2 separate regions of the Mus musculus genome follow, and region 1 is linked to region 2. A link is a contact called in public promoter capture Hi-C data. All regions are on one chromosome and are shown on one strand. The core of a region is the stretch at or near the end of the contact, and the rest is flanking DNA. Distances in the headings are between cores, read along the strand shown. Region 1 holds the start of Scx (scleraxis). Region 2 holds the start of Mroh1 (maestro heat-like repeat family member 1).

Region 1 (7,062 bases), core at 3,156-5,655, 77 kb before region 2:
CAGCCTGGTGATGAATCATGTGGTGCCGCCAGCGGCTCATTCCCCAGGCTGGGGACAGGGAGCTGACAGCTGAGGCTGAGCCGAATGTTTCCAGCCCAGCTCAGCTCGAAAGGGTGGCTGCTGGCCCGTGGTGTGGGCCAGCCCCCCCCCCCCCCAGCTGCCTCTGTGGGGCACACACTAAGGGCGCCCCTGGGTTTTGTCCCACAGCTCCTCAGTGTGGTAGAGGGTAAAGTTGCCCTCTGGGAAGGATGCCAGGGGCTGTGGTGGGTACATAGCACCTGCCACTCTTTGGCCATAAGCTGTTGTGGATTCACGTGGAGCCACAGGATGGGAATGGACCATGCCACCCCCGGTCTGGTTTGAATCTGGAGCAGTGGAGGGTGACGGAGTGTTCTTCCCGCCCCTCCCCTCCTCCTGCTGGCTGTCGGGCCAAACCCTCAGCCACTGCTACCGGTGCAGCTCAGGGAGTGGCTGGGCTGCCTGCCCGGGCCTGAGGCTGGCCAAGCTGCAGCCTCTTTCAGAGTCAGGCCCTGCAGTGGAGGCCTTGGCCGGGCGCGTGCCGCACCCCAACTTCCAGGCCTCTAGAGAGCCTTCCAGCCCTACGGCCCGTTCCCTTTCATCTGACCCCTCTTGACACCCAAGCCTCTCTGGCTCTTGTCTGGTTGACCCTGGCCTACCACTCAGTCCTACTGAAGCTCAGGCTGCCTAGCTCCTGGGCTTCCCTGCCTTCTCCTTTGCCCTGGTCCCTTTGTTGGCTCTTTCCTCCTCTGCTGGGCTTTATTAAGTCCTGAGATGCCGAGTGGAGCTAGCTGGGCATGGTTGGGCCTCTGTCTGGCCCCATAGCCCCCAGCCATGCTGCTCACACTGGCAGCTCTGCACATGGGGAAGCGTACCTACCTGTATTTGGGGGCTTTCTCCGAGCCTTCTGTGTGTGGACCTCTGACATTGGCCCAGCCATTTGACTATTGAAGTAGGTACCACTCAGCCATTGGTCCTTTTGGGGTTTGTGAGGGAGATTGGCACCCAGGTCTTGAAATGTGAGGCCTCTAAGTGAGGGGGAGGAGACCTGTGTCCAGAGTGGGAAGGCCAGCTGGGGTCCTTGGGTGGGGGTTGGTACCCATCTGCCTAATACAGGGCTACCCTGCCAGGCTGTGACTCTGCACTCAACCCAGCACCTAGCACAGAGTCCTTGTAGCTTGGAAGTGAAGCTGGGCAGAGTCTTGCATGGGGAACGCATGAGAAAGGAAGGGCATGAGAAAGGAAGGTGGCCTCCGTCAGCCCCAGCTGCATCTCCAGGTTCTGGCTTCCTGGGCTGCAGGAGCTTTGCAGTGTGTGACTGAGTGCCCTTTCTCCCTCCCTCCGAGCAGCTGTGAGCTCCTGCAGGATTAAGGGGAGGAAATTTGGGGTTGGATTTCTTTCTGAACGAAACCTGCCGCTGTGACTCTTTATCCCGTTATATTTCTATCAGATTGGACACAGCCCCCTGCCCCTGCCTTAATGGCCTGGCTTTGAGAATTTCCTCCAAAATTACACCTTTGTTTCCTGCATCAGCATTCCCTGGAGCCCGTCAGTGCAGAGGAGGGGCCCTGTTGTCCCTCCCTATGAGGATGCCCACGTAGGCCTCAACACCTGGTCTACCCCCCAGCCAGGGACCAGGAGGCCTGCCAGTGCCAGCACCTGGTGCCCTCTGCCATCCTCCACCCACTACCTAGCCAGAAGTCAGGCCTGGCCTTTCTTCTCTGTTGTACCACTCAACTAATTGTCACCTGCAGGGTTTTAATGATCGGCCAGCTGTGCACAGAGCCTGCTGAGAGGCCAGTGGGGTCTTTGGGAGAGCTGGGTAGGACAGAGTGTTGGATGGCTAGGAATCCTTCCAGTGTGCAGCTGGAGGCAGAGATCAGAAGCTCTGGCAGCCCGTGGACCCAGAGCCTCTCTGGGCCTGCGTGGGTACCAGTGGGGACATGTAGGTAGCTGCTATTCGGATGGTATCCTCGGGCCCATCTAGGCCTGCTAGCCTGCTTGGCTGACAGCAGTGCTTATTCCCTGTACCCATTTTTAATGGAACACTGCTGGTGAAACCAAACATCCCCGTGCCTAGGTCCCCATCTGATCCCCTCATCGGAGGAGGCAGGGCTGCTGTGTTGCTTGCTGCTATTTACCATGAGCCAAGTGGGCTTGCCCTCTCCTCTCTCCTTCTATCTCAGTCACCACACAGCGCCTCTCCCCCTTCCCTGCTCCCTACACACACACACACACACACATATACCCCTGGTACAAACTCCTGATAGGTGATCTAACCCTGTCCTCACTCTGGGAAGATGGGGTGAGAGAGCTAGGGTCATAGTGAGTTCACATCCTTTCAAGAGGGTAGTCTGCCTCAATTTGGAAGATACTGTTTCATTTTTAATTATACAAAATTTCCAGACTTTATATTATCATATTAAAGACACAAGATGCCAACACTTGGCCCAGGTAGAGAGCCAGCATGGAAAGTCCCAGTGGGCCTGGGTCAGTGTTCGGCTGCTTAGAGTCAAGCCATCACCCGCCTGTCCATCTCTCTGTTCATAGGCCCTGCTCATAGCTGGGGCAGGTCTGGCCTGGTGAGCGTGCTCTTGGGGACCTGCGCTCAGATCAGGTCCAAAGTGGGGCTCTCCGTGACTCTTCAGTGGCATCCACCTTCACTAGTGGCATCACCTCTTGGCTGCTGTGGACCCTCCTCCTTCTAACTTCGAATCGCCGTCTTTCTGTCACGGTCTTTGCTCTGCAGAGGGGATGGGGGTGTGTCAGGGTCTGAGTGGAGACTTAGTGTCACCCAGCACTGCCCGAACCTTCCTGGCTTCCTGTTGGGGGCACTGCCTGTGCTAGGGCACCCCATCCCGGGCTCCTGCCACCCCCACAGTGCATTTTGGGGAGGGGAGTATACTGCTGCAGAGCCGAAACTGTAAAATTAAATTTCCCAGATGTTCAGGCCCCAGGAGCTTGCGCGTGCTGTCTGGAGAGGAAATGGGGATTGGGGAAAGCCGTTGTATTTTTTCCCTGCTCACCCTGCTTTTCCGGTGCCACCAAGTGCGGCCAGAGCAGTAAATCATGGCTGGCCAGCATCTCTCAGTTCAGCCTTCTCCCCTAGCCCCTCTACTGCAGGTCTCAGTAGACCAGGGGAGAGGCAGCAGGTGCCCATAAGCCTTGGGGTGGAGGTGGGCTGCGGGGGCGGAGGGGTAGTGGCACATCAGCCTAGTGGGGGCATCCCTTTGACTGCCTCACTGTTTCACATTGTTCCCCTCTGGATGGAAGCGTATAGATATACTTCTTACTTCTTGAATTCACCTCCTTTCACTTCTCAACTTGATGGGAAACGAGCCTGAAAGTAAGGCCCCTCTGCCCTGCCAGGTTCCTGCTGCCTGCCCTCCCTCCCGGAACTTCTGGGTGGCCCATCTCAGCATTACTTCTTGATCCTGTATTTGCAGGTCCCTATGACCACTACCAATGGGAGTCTGTGTCCCAAGGTATGGCTCCTCTGTGCCCTTCCCTCCTTTGGGCACAGCTTTGTTGGCAGGTGTAGATGCTAGGGAATGCTGCCCCTGCCCTGCACCTCTCTGCCTGGCAGGTGTGGGCTGGTGAGTACATCGGGGCCCCTCGGTGCTCCCAGCCCTGCTCACCAACTTTCTCTGGTTGCTGAGGCAGAAGGTGCAGATCTGTTTGGGCTGGGTGTTCTCGCCGCCGTCTCTGGCCAGTGGTGGTGGCGGCGGCGGCGGTGGCAGTGGGCTGCCCGCACGACCGCTGTGGAAGAAAGCGGGTCCCGAGTGGCATGGTTGCCCGTCGCCACAGGCCTCACCCACCAGCAGCACATTGCCCAGGTGAGAAATGTAGCTGGAGGCCAGGCGCAGCGTCTCAATCTTGGAGAGCTTGCGGTCCGCTGGCTCGGTGGGGATGAGTGTGCGCAGCGCAGTGAAGGCCGTGTTCACGCTGTTGGTGCGGTCCCGCTCGCGCGCATTCGCTGTGTGCCGCTGCCGGGGCTCGCGGCCTGGCCGCCCCCCGGGTCCTGGCCCGCTACCCGCGGCCCTCCGTCCTCCTGCCCGCCGCCGGGCGCCCTGGAGGCCACAGCGCGCAGCATGCACACGGCAGGGTTTCTCGTCGGAGCCCGAGCTCTCGCTTCCGCGGTCCTCATCCTCCGACAGCGGGCTCACCTCAGGGTACAGGTAGCGACCCGGCGGCGGCGCTGAACGCAGCATGGCGAAGGACATGGGCCGGGCAGGGGGCGCGGCGTCAGCTCCACCGTGCGCTGCTCATGCCGCCTCTTTAGGTCCCCACAGGCCGCCGGGCCAGGGGTCTCCGCTGCGCCCCGCGGTGGCGGCTGCCGGGTGAGGCGGGCACATGTGTTCGGACTGGAGTGGGGCCGCCAGCCGAGCAGTGCCTTTATAGCAGTCAGCTCCTCCCCCGCGCCTGGCCTCCGCCTCCCTTTCTGGCCTGGAGGAGTTTACTCAGAGCTCGTGCGTGCACCTTTTCCCTTTTAATAGCCGTGCCTAGAGGGCCCCCGAGCATCTTTCTGGTTGGAGCGTTTCTGGGGTGCTACTAGTGCCCCAAGACAATGGTGCCCATCCCACCCATTCTACAGGGCAGAAGAGAATAAATCAAGAATCAAGAGGCTTTCTCTCCTGGCATGCCTAAGTTCACCCAGCTGCCCTGGCCCTGAGTGCCTGGCCACACCCTGTCTGACTCTCCTTCCATGTGCACTTGGGTCTTTTGTGCCAGGCCGTGTGTGTGTGTGTGTGTGTGTGTGTGTGTGTGTGTGTGTGTGTGTGTATGTGAGAGAGAGAGAGAGAGAGAGAGAGTGTGTGTGTGTGTGCACTCATGGGGGTGACTCCAGCAGTAGCAGTCTAGAAATGGGTGTGTGTGGTTGGCATGACTTGACTCCATGGCCTGTGCCTTGTGCCAGATCTTACCCCTTTGACCCATCCTGCTTGGGGGCCCCACCCCCATCCTTGCTGTATGCTTCATGGGGCTTCTCAAAGCCAGTGCACACGTGGATAAGAGCTAAGATCGGCACCTCTCCATCCCTCCAGTTCGGAAGTGGCCCTCAAGGTGGAGAGCGTACAGCAAGAGCATGGGGCATTTCTGGGCTGGTGTGGACAGGTGCAGTGGGACGAGGCCCAAGGGGTCTTGCTGAGGGGCTGCTGGCACTCATCTGTGCTAGTTATGTCTGGGCCCCTCCTCCCTGTGGCTACTGTTGCAGGAAGTGGCCGCCTGGGCAGCAGTCCCCAGGCTGGGAGGAGTGAGGGTGGTGGTGGCTGGCAGGGGCTGAAACCAGGAATGTGTGTCCAGGAATGTGGCTGCTCTGCCCACTGAAATGGGAGGGGGAGGATCAGTGGTGCTGGAAGGGGGTCCTTGACCACCTGCCGAGCAGAACAGGTTTGTCTCCCTGAGGTTGGGGTGGGGTCTTCCCATGGTTCCTGCCTTGTAAACTACCCACTTGTACCTAAGGCTTTTGCCAGGGGAGGGAGCCCATAGGCGATGAGGTCATCCCTGTCTGTGGCTGCCCAGAGCCTTGGCCAAGGAATCCAGTGAGGGGGGAGGCTAGGGTTGGCATCACTTCAGTGGAAAATGTGAAGGTAAAGCTCAGGCGCCTCCGAGGGCTTGGGGGAGGGGCATAGCACCCCTGCCGCGCCACGTCAGACATCGGGGCCAAGGCTAGGGCGGATTTTGGGTCACTTGGCTTCTGGGCACTTGAGGCTGATCTTGAGTGGCTCTTCTGCCCTTGGGTGGTTTGAAGAGGATCAAGCATGGCAGGGACAGGTGCTGACGTGGTGACTATGCTACAGGACATTCGGAACACTGTGGGCAATGTGCCCCTGGCATGGTACGATGAATTCCCACATGTGGGTTATGACCTGGATGGCAAACGTATCTACAAGCCCCTGCGGACACGAGATGAGCTCGACCAGTTTCTGGACAAAATGGATGACCCAGATTTCTGGTGAGTTGGACCTTGGGTCGGGACCTGTGGTCCCTCAAGCCTGGAGTATGGCCCTGACTGGCTTTCCCTCAGGCGCACTGTGCAAGACAAGATGACAGGGCGTGATCTGCGGCTAACTGATGAGCAGGTTGCCCTGGTACACCGGCTTCAGAGAGGCCAGTTCGGAGATTCAGGCTTCAATCCCTATGAGGTAGGCAACAACGGTTGGCCCTACAGTCTGAAGTCCATGAACGCCCTGCCCCCCCCAACCTAACATCTTTGCCTCTCTCCATAGCCAGCTGTGGACTTCTTCAGCGGTGACATCATGATCCACCCTGTGACCAACCGCCCAGCTGACAAGCGTAGTTTCATCCCATCCCTAGTTGAAAAGGAGAAGGTGGGAACCCTGGTATCCTCCTCCTGCACACTCTAAGGTCTCCACGCTGCCACCTGACCTTACCTTTGTGTGCAGGTGTCTCGAATGGTACATGCCATCAAGATGGGGTGGATCAAGCCTCGACGGCCCCACGACCCCACCCCTAGCTTCTATGACCTGTGGGCCCAGGAGGATCCGAATGCTGTGTTGGGACGCCACAAGATGCATGTGCCTGCCCCCAAGCTGGCCTTGCCTGGCCATGCCGAGTCTTACAACCCACCTCCCGAGTACCTGCCCACTGAGGAGGAGGTGGGCCTGCGCTGAGGTGGGTGTGGGCCCCGGCCATGTTTCCCGATCCCTTCTCACCTGCCTCCTGTCTCCCCAGCGCTCGGCGTGGATGCAGCAGGAGCCTGTGGAGAGGAAGCTTAACTTCTTGCCACAGAAATTCCCCAGCTTGAGGACAGTGCCTGCTTACAGCCGCTTCATCCAGGAGCGTTTCGAGCGCTGCCTCGATTTGTATCTGTGCCCACGGCAACGCAAGATGAGGGTACGTGAGACAGCCCGCACAGGTCCTGGGGGAGTGTAGTGTGAAGGTGATGCTCAGTGCTCTTTTCCCAGGTGAATGTGGACCCCGAAGACCTCATCCCCAAACTCCCTCGGCCAAGAGACCTTCAGCCTTTCCCTGTGTGCCAGGCCCTCGTAAGTGTGGAGTCAGAGGTGCAAACGCCCTCCGGTG
Region 2 (7,359 bases), core at 4,804-7,303:
ATTAACTCTAACCCTCTGGAACCATAGCGCTGGCTGTCCTGGAACTCACTCTGTAGACCAGGCTGGCCTCGAACTCAGAAATCCACCTGCCTCTGCCTCCCGAGTGCTGGGATTAAAGGCGTGCGCCACCACGCCCGTCTGAACCCTCTCTTCTACTCAATGCCTTAGTCATGATGGTTTATTACAGTGATGGAAAAATAACTGATGCAACCGTGACTTCCTAATTAGCCAGGGTGGCCAACGCCAGGGCTACTGATAAAACCCCTCGTGGAGGGAAAGGGAGAAAGAGGAGGAGGGGGTGGGGGTGGGGTGAGAACAACCTATCTTAAATATCAGCATCACTTATATCAGCATCACAGCAAGGACTCGCTGCCGAGGGCATGGTGATAGGTCAGGTCGGCAGAGTCAGAGGCAAGGAAAAGACAGCACAAGGCATTTAGATTAAGAAGTGGCCGGGTGTGGCTGTACAGTATGGGAAGGAAGCAGAGGCAGGTGGATCTCTGTGAAATTGAGGCCAACCCGGTCTACATTGAGAGTTCCAGGCCAGCTGGGGCTACACAGTGAGACCCTGTCTCAAAAACAAACAAACAAACAAAAACATACAAAACCAAAAAGCAGCAAAATTAAAAATTGTATTGGCAGGCAATAATACACACACACACCCTACACTTGGGAGTAGAATCAGATCGCTCACAGAGTATAGCAGCATTACACAATATTACTCTATTCTACATATTAACAACAGTTGAAAAAGTCAGACTGTTTGCTGGAAAGCTGAACAAAAATATACGACATCGTTAGGGACAAATGACAAAATATGTGCTGGAGGACTCACTAAAACTATTAAACGCTGCTAAGATACACTGCTCGCACATACTTCTCTAACAGATCTAGCTATCTATATATCTACTATATCAATTTCCTAAGGTTGCCCCTGAGCCCCCCTCATGCCCTGCATTAGGCTGGTGGCTTTGGTTCTGAGCTAAGCTCCATTGTGTCCAAGCCAGCATCCTGTCTTGACCTTTCCCCTCAGGAATCCCTAAGCTGTGCTGTTGGATCTTCCCACGGCCCTTCGCTCACAGAGGACTCAGCATCCACATATCCATATGGTGGCTCACAATCATCCATGACTCCAGCTCTAGGGGATCTGATGCCCTTTCTGACCTGCACAGGCACCAGGCACCCACATGGTACACATATGTGCATGTGGGCAAAACATTTATAGAAATATTTATAGAATTTATTAGAATAAAATAAATATAAAAAATTTAACTGTTCCTGGAGGACTAGATCAGAAATCCTCTGCTAAGCTTTGACTTTTCTTCATGTGTAATACACAAACTGGAAAAGTGCTGGAGGAAATAATCCAAGGTTCACAGAAAGATCACCATCCAAAAGCAGCCAATTACAATTTGAAAACTATACCAAAAGGAGAATTTATATTAACTATATAAAAGTCTATACAGTGTATAATAGGCCAAGCCTGGTAACAGAGGACTGTAATCTCAGCTCTTGAGAGGTGGAAGTGGGGTTCAAGAGTTCAAGATTGCTTTCAGGTGCACAGCAAGCTTGAGGGCAATTTGTACTATGAGATGGTCTCGGTAACAACACAGGCACAAAGCCACGGGCCTAAGGAGACAGCTATGTGGGAAAGTGAATGGTAAATGATACAGCTGTCTGGTATGCGCAAGTCCCTGGGTTTGAGTCTCAGCACTGGAAAAAGAATCCAATAATAACAGAAAATAAAGGAAAATAAAACAGGGCTGGAGAGATGGCTCAGTGGTTAAGAACACTGACAAGGGGGCTGGTGAGATGGCTCAGTGGTTAAGAGCGCCGACTGCTCTTCCAAAGGTCCCGAGTTCAAATCCCAGCAACCACATGGTGGCTCACAACCATCCGTAACAAAATCTGATGCCCTCTTCTGGAGTGTCTGAAGACAGCTACAGTGAGTGTACTTACATATAATAAATGAAAAAAAAAAAAAAAAAAAGAACACTGACAACTGCCGGCGCACGCCTTTTGGGAAGCAGAGGCAGGCAGATTTCTGAGTTCTAGGCCAACCTGGTCTACAGAGTGAGTTCCAGGACAGCCAGGGCTATACAGAGAAACCCTGTCTTGAAAAACCAAAAAAAAAAAAAAAAAAAAAAAGAACAAAAGAACAAAAGGTAGGAAGGGAAGGCAGGAAGCACTCAGTGGTCGAGAGCACTTGCTGCTCTTCCTGAAGGCCCAAGTTCAGTTCCCAGAGCCCCATCCATAGGGAACTCCAGCTCTAGAGGATCCAGAGCCTTGCACAGGAACACCTGAAATGTGTACATACACACAAGCAGACATGTACAAATATACACAAAAATAATAATAAAAAAGAGGACCACCCTGGTCTATAGAGCAAGTCTGGGGACATCACAGAGAAACACAGAGAAACCCTGTCTTAAAGAATCAAATTAATTAGTTAATGTCCCTCTAGTTTGGGGCAGGGTGGAAGTACAACAAAGCTACCCCTCCAACCTTTTAGAACGGCTATAATCAGGGTGAGAGGGGAGATCAATAACAGAATGCTTGCCTAGTATGCACAGGGCCCTGGGTTTAGTCTCCAGCACGGAACAGAAACAAACGAATCAACAACAACAAGAAGAACAAAACTAGAATAGCCATTTAGAAGATAGTAACTGAGGCTGGAAAGATGGCTCAGCTGTCAAAAGCTCTTGCTGATCTTGGAGAAGACCCAAGTCCAGGTCCCAGAACCCAGAAGGCAGTTCACAACCACTTGTAACTCCAATTCCAGAGAACCCCGCAGCCTCTTCTTACTTCCCACAGATCCTGCACATGTATGGCATACAGACATATACTCAGGTATACGCACACACATATTAGTAAATAATAAATATTAATATTTAAAAATAATATAAAGTGGTGACGGATGTCTTTAATCCCATCACTCAGGAGGCGGTTGGCAGGTGGATCTTAGTGAGTTCAAGACCAGCCTCGTCTACATAGAGTTTCAGGACAACCAGGGCTACATAATAGAGAGATCCTGTCTTAATAAAGAACAAATTGAACACATGTGTAATAGGAGACTGGTCTACTTAAAAATTAGTGTGCAAATATAGCTTGTACATTACTAAAACAAACAAGCAAAAGGACACACAGGAATTCTCAGAGTAGATACACAAGAGTCTCTGCTGACTATCCCTTAGGACAAAGTGCAATGCCTGCTGTCTTTCCAAAGTTGATAAGAGTGTGGCAAAGTGGACAGTTCAGGCCATGGCTCTAGAGCCAGACAGCTTTCCATGTGCTTACTGCACTGCCACAGCCACCAGGGACTGATGTCCTGCACTTACTGCGCTGCCACAGCCACCAGGGACTGATGTCCTGCACCTGTGTTCACATATTCAGACTCTGACTGGGCGGGAAGCCAGGCAGCAGCAAGGTCTGTGTCCAGTAACATCTGACACGATAAAGACAAGGACCACCTTTGCTGCTGGATGCATGGCACGGGTGACAGAGCCTGAGGAGCGGCTGCTACTGGTCTACACTGTCAATCCCCTTCCCCATCATTTAGAGATGTTCTGCTCTAGGACACAGACGTTTCTGTATGTGAGTATTAGTTAGGCTGGGACAAAACTGAAAAACAAAAAAGCAAAGCAAATGAGAGATGATGACAGACAGGGTTGGTGGGGCCTTTCCTTCCCGTATAGTAGGGTTTTTTTCTTTTTTCTTTCTTGCTTTTCATTTTTTTACAGGTGTACACCATTACAGCCAGTTCACAGCACCTACATTTATATGAACCGAGAACCAGTATGCACATGAAGCATTTTGCAAATTCCTGCTGGGCTCAGTCTCAGATAAAATATAGCCCCAAGGCAAAGATAAGCAGCCGGTGGGGGGATGGGTGGTGTCCAGGCACACGCAGTCACAGAATGCCTTATTTGGGAGGAATTGGGCCAGAGAGGGGTCAACTTCTAGAGGAACCAGCAAGAATCTGAGATGGTGTCCCAAGGTAATACAGTCAGGAGCTCACTGCTCACCATCCACCAAGAATATGATTTCTCAAATAAGCCACGTGGAACTGGGCTTCCATGCAAACCCCTGAAGCAAGGGGGACCCTGCAGGCCCGGGAAGAAAGCACCATCCAGCCAGGCGCTCGGAAGGCAGAGGCAGGCAGATTTCTGAGTTCGAGGCCAGCCTGGTCTACAAAGTGAGTTCCAGGACAGCCAGGGCTATACAGAGAAACCCTGTCTCGAAACACCCCCCCCCCCAAAAAGAAAGCACCATCCCTATGACATTCAGCAGCCAAGTGATCACAAGAGCCGCAGAAACCCTTCCAGTGTTATGTCCCAAAGTGGATCGAGCTGTGTACCCTGACGCCAGCAAGGATGTCTTCTGACTTCAAAACAACTTAGCTCAACAAAAAGCCATTGGGAGGCCTGGAGTTGCTCGTCAGACAACAGCAATCCTGCTTCTCACCTGGGCCTCTGAGAACCGTAGGAAAGAAAACTAAACACAAACATCTCCAACCCCACACACAGGTGACCGGGAACTGAGACAAGCACAGGTCAACAGGTCCCACCTCTGGCCTCTGGAGTCCCTTGACAGTCACCTCTGAGGGAGGGAGATATGACAAGATGCAGGTTTGAGTAAGGCTGCCTGCCTGGACATCCGTTTCAAGTTAATGAAGGCGGCCAGGCCTCAGCCATCGACTTTGACAGTAGAGCCCAGAAAGACATTCCTCATTCGAGCCACACATCTCAGCCTAAGGCCTAAGAGTAGAGCCTGCTGGCAGAAGCATCTCCCCGGCCTGCAGGTGCAGAGACTGCACAGCCAGCCAAGTCATAAACACAGGCTCCACAGGAATATCCCACAACCAGTGGTTTGCATAGGATCTCTGCTCTGGTGCCCCATCAACCCTGTGTCTGCTGGGGGTCTCCATCTAGATGACCATGGCCAACCAAGTCTAACAGAGCAGCTAAGACTTAACCCTTCACCTTCACCCCTGCCCTGCTCCACCTACCTACTTCCTGAATTTTTTTAATTTTACCATTTAATTAACTAGGTCGCAGGCTGTTCCTCCATTTCTACTACCATCCCCTTCCTTCCAAAGAGTTTCCTGCCTCCAACCAAGACTAGCCCCTCAAAGTTAGCCTCTGCCTTAACAGTAACTCCAGCTCACAGCCCCAGGTCTCCAGATGCCGCCCTCTATCCCTCTCCCGCAGGTCCTTATGCTTACTCACTGCACTTGAGTTTACGGTTCCATCCATTACCTTGAGCTCTGTACAGGGTAGAGCAGAGTCTTGCTGCATAACTGCACTGACTTGGTTGGAAAATTGGAATCCCAAACCTGGAGTGTCAGCCCTGGCTCCACCTCACCTAGCTCTCACCTTGCCTGAATTCTATACTCTGAGAGTTTTGTGGCCTTCTCCCTGGGGCCAGCAATCCTCGTGACTCTGGACAAATCACTTTCCTGCTCTACACCGCCTCCTTTAATCCGCAACGAGAATACAGAAAGACGAGTGGCTGCGGTGCGGTGAGCACTCGCTTTGCAAGTCCCTGAATTAAGGCTCAGTTTTATGAAAGAGACAGAAATGCCGGTAGCCCAGTTGCGGAGGTCAAAGACCTGAACACGTAGCCCCTACCCCGCAAAGGACCAGGGTCTTGAGTCACCGAGTTCCCGGAAGGGACTAGGACATGGATCACGCGACCCACGAGACAGCAGGGACAGGGACCAGGGACCACGCGCCGATGTCTGACAAGTCAGAATTGAATCGCAAGCTCCGAGATCCCTTCCAGGTGTAAGATGCGAAGCCGGGCCCGCTGGGCACACCTGAGATCTCCCAGCACCTCCTGGCACCGGCCCGCTGACCTTGGGGAGGCGCCCCTTGACACAGCTTCTCTTGCTGCTGGCAGATGGGGAGGCCCCTAGGCTCTCTGGTCCAAGTTCCTCAAAGGGTGCCTGGCCCCCACCACCAAAGATGAGCCTTAACAAGCCGTTTACCTGAGGAGCCGCCGCCGCCGCCACGGCCCGGGCGCCGCCCTCTATGCCCCAAGCGTCTCAGAGTAGGCGGAGCAGCGCCCCAAGCCCATCCCCGCAGCCCTCTGGCCAACTGCGGCCTGGCGCGCGGCAATTTGGCCCCGCCTCCGTGCGATCTCCACACTCATTGGTCAGAGTTCTGTCCCTCACGTTAACTCCGCCCACTCTCCGCTCCATGGAGCGCCTAGGTACACCTACTTCTTCCTGTTCTCTGCTGGGTACCCCAGCGGTCCGGTGACCATTTCACAAGACAAGTGTGAGTACTGCTGCTGCGCCAGACGCCGTCTGCGCAAGCGCTGTTCTCGAGAGTATTCGGACTCGGCCTCCAACTGCAGAAAACTCCACCAGGCGGGACCGGTGGCGCACTCCTTTAATCCCAGCACTGGAGAGGCAGAGGCAGGTGGATCCTTATGAATTCGAGGCCATCCTGGTCTACATAGTGAGTTCTAGGACAGTCTGGGATAAAAAGTGAGACCCTATCTCGGGAAGAAAACAAAAATAAAAAAAACAAAACAAAACAACAACCCAGCTGTCACGGACACACACAAGGTATTGTCATTGTTGTACATTGGTCACACACTAAACGCCTAAAACTACCCCAAACCCCTAAATGTACACATGGCCATGCCCAACAGAGGTACATGTCCAACCTATCAACAAGACATTGGGAATCAAGATGATCATGTCCTAGCTACCTGGGCTGCTTGCTACCTACCACTGTTATTCCAGCTCCAGGAGCAGCTAAAGCCTCTAAGGCTGGAAAGAGGTGACTAAAAAAGTAAAAGTAAGCCATACTACAGGATAAACTTTGGGTTTGGTGCCAAGAAAGCAAGGTTAGATAAGAGAGTTGGGGACGATCATGCCAGGAAGACTTGGCACCTGCAAAGAACCAGAGGTTGCAATCACCCAGATGTGTGTAAACAAGAGAAAGTTGTGGGTAGAGTTCTGAAAGCAAAAGAACCAAGAACCTGTCAAAGGGGAAGCAGCTACCATGTATCTAGGCTGACAGCATCGTTGGATGTGGAAATTAAGCTGCTGCGGTTGAACCAGGTCAGAGGCAAACACACAGCCAATATTCTTTTTCCACGATGAGAAGGACTTGGATGAGTTCTACTGAGAGGATAGAGCCCAAGAGAGAAAAAGACAGGACAGGACTCTCTGAGTAAGAGAGTGAAGCATTTGGGGCTGGCAAAATGGCTCAGTGGTTAAGAGCGCCAACTGCTCTTTCGAAGGTCCAGAGTTCAGATCCCAGCAACCACACGGTGGCTCACAACCATCCATAACGAAATCTGATGCCCTCTTCTAGAGTGTCTGAAGACAGCTACAGTGTACTT

What was found. Capture Hi-C pulls out chosen DNA fragments and counts their contacts.
Region 1: a promoter capture Hi-C map of adipose tissue shows a contact between it and region 2. The contact joins the promoter of Scx here to the promoter of Mroh1 in region 2. A contact is called at or near these places in 11 of 39 promoter capture datasets (the 3T3-L1 cell line, cranial neural crest, embryonic stem cells and 6 more), 10 of 484 Hi-C or Micro-C datasets (the G1E-ER4 cell line, the N1E-115 cell line, bone marrow-derived macrophages and 6 more), 7 of 115 datasets of contacts at active chromatin or transcription factors (the 230-238 cell line, the SCID.adh cell line, bone marrow-derived macrophages and 2 more) and 4 of 9 other capture datasets (adipose tissue, liver, macrophages and 1 more).

Annotation. Positions count from the first base shown.
Region 1 is chr15:76,454,781-76,461,842 of GRCm38.p6, reverse strand. Scx (scleraxis) reads right to left here and starts at 4,405. Exons shown (of 2, transcript NM_198885.3): 1 at 3,657-4,405; 2 at 2,375-2,761. The coding sequence starts at 4,241. The coding sequence ends at 2,723. Bop1 (block of proliferation 1) reads left to right here. Exons shown (of 16, transcript NM_013481.2): 4 at 5,817-5,971; 5 at 6,044-6,161; 6 at 6,246-6,347; 7 at 6,423-6,635; 8 at 6,712-6,873; 9 at 6,945-7,025.
Region 2 is chr15:76,379,207-76,386,565 of GRCm38.p6, reverse strand. It overlaps Mroh1 (maestro heat-like repeat family member 1), which reads right to left and starts at 6,053. Exons shown (of 44, transcript NM_175457.4): 1 at 5,990-6,053.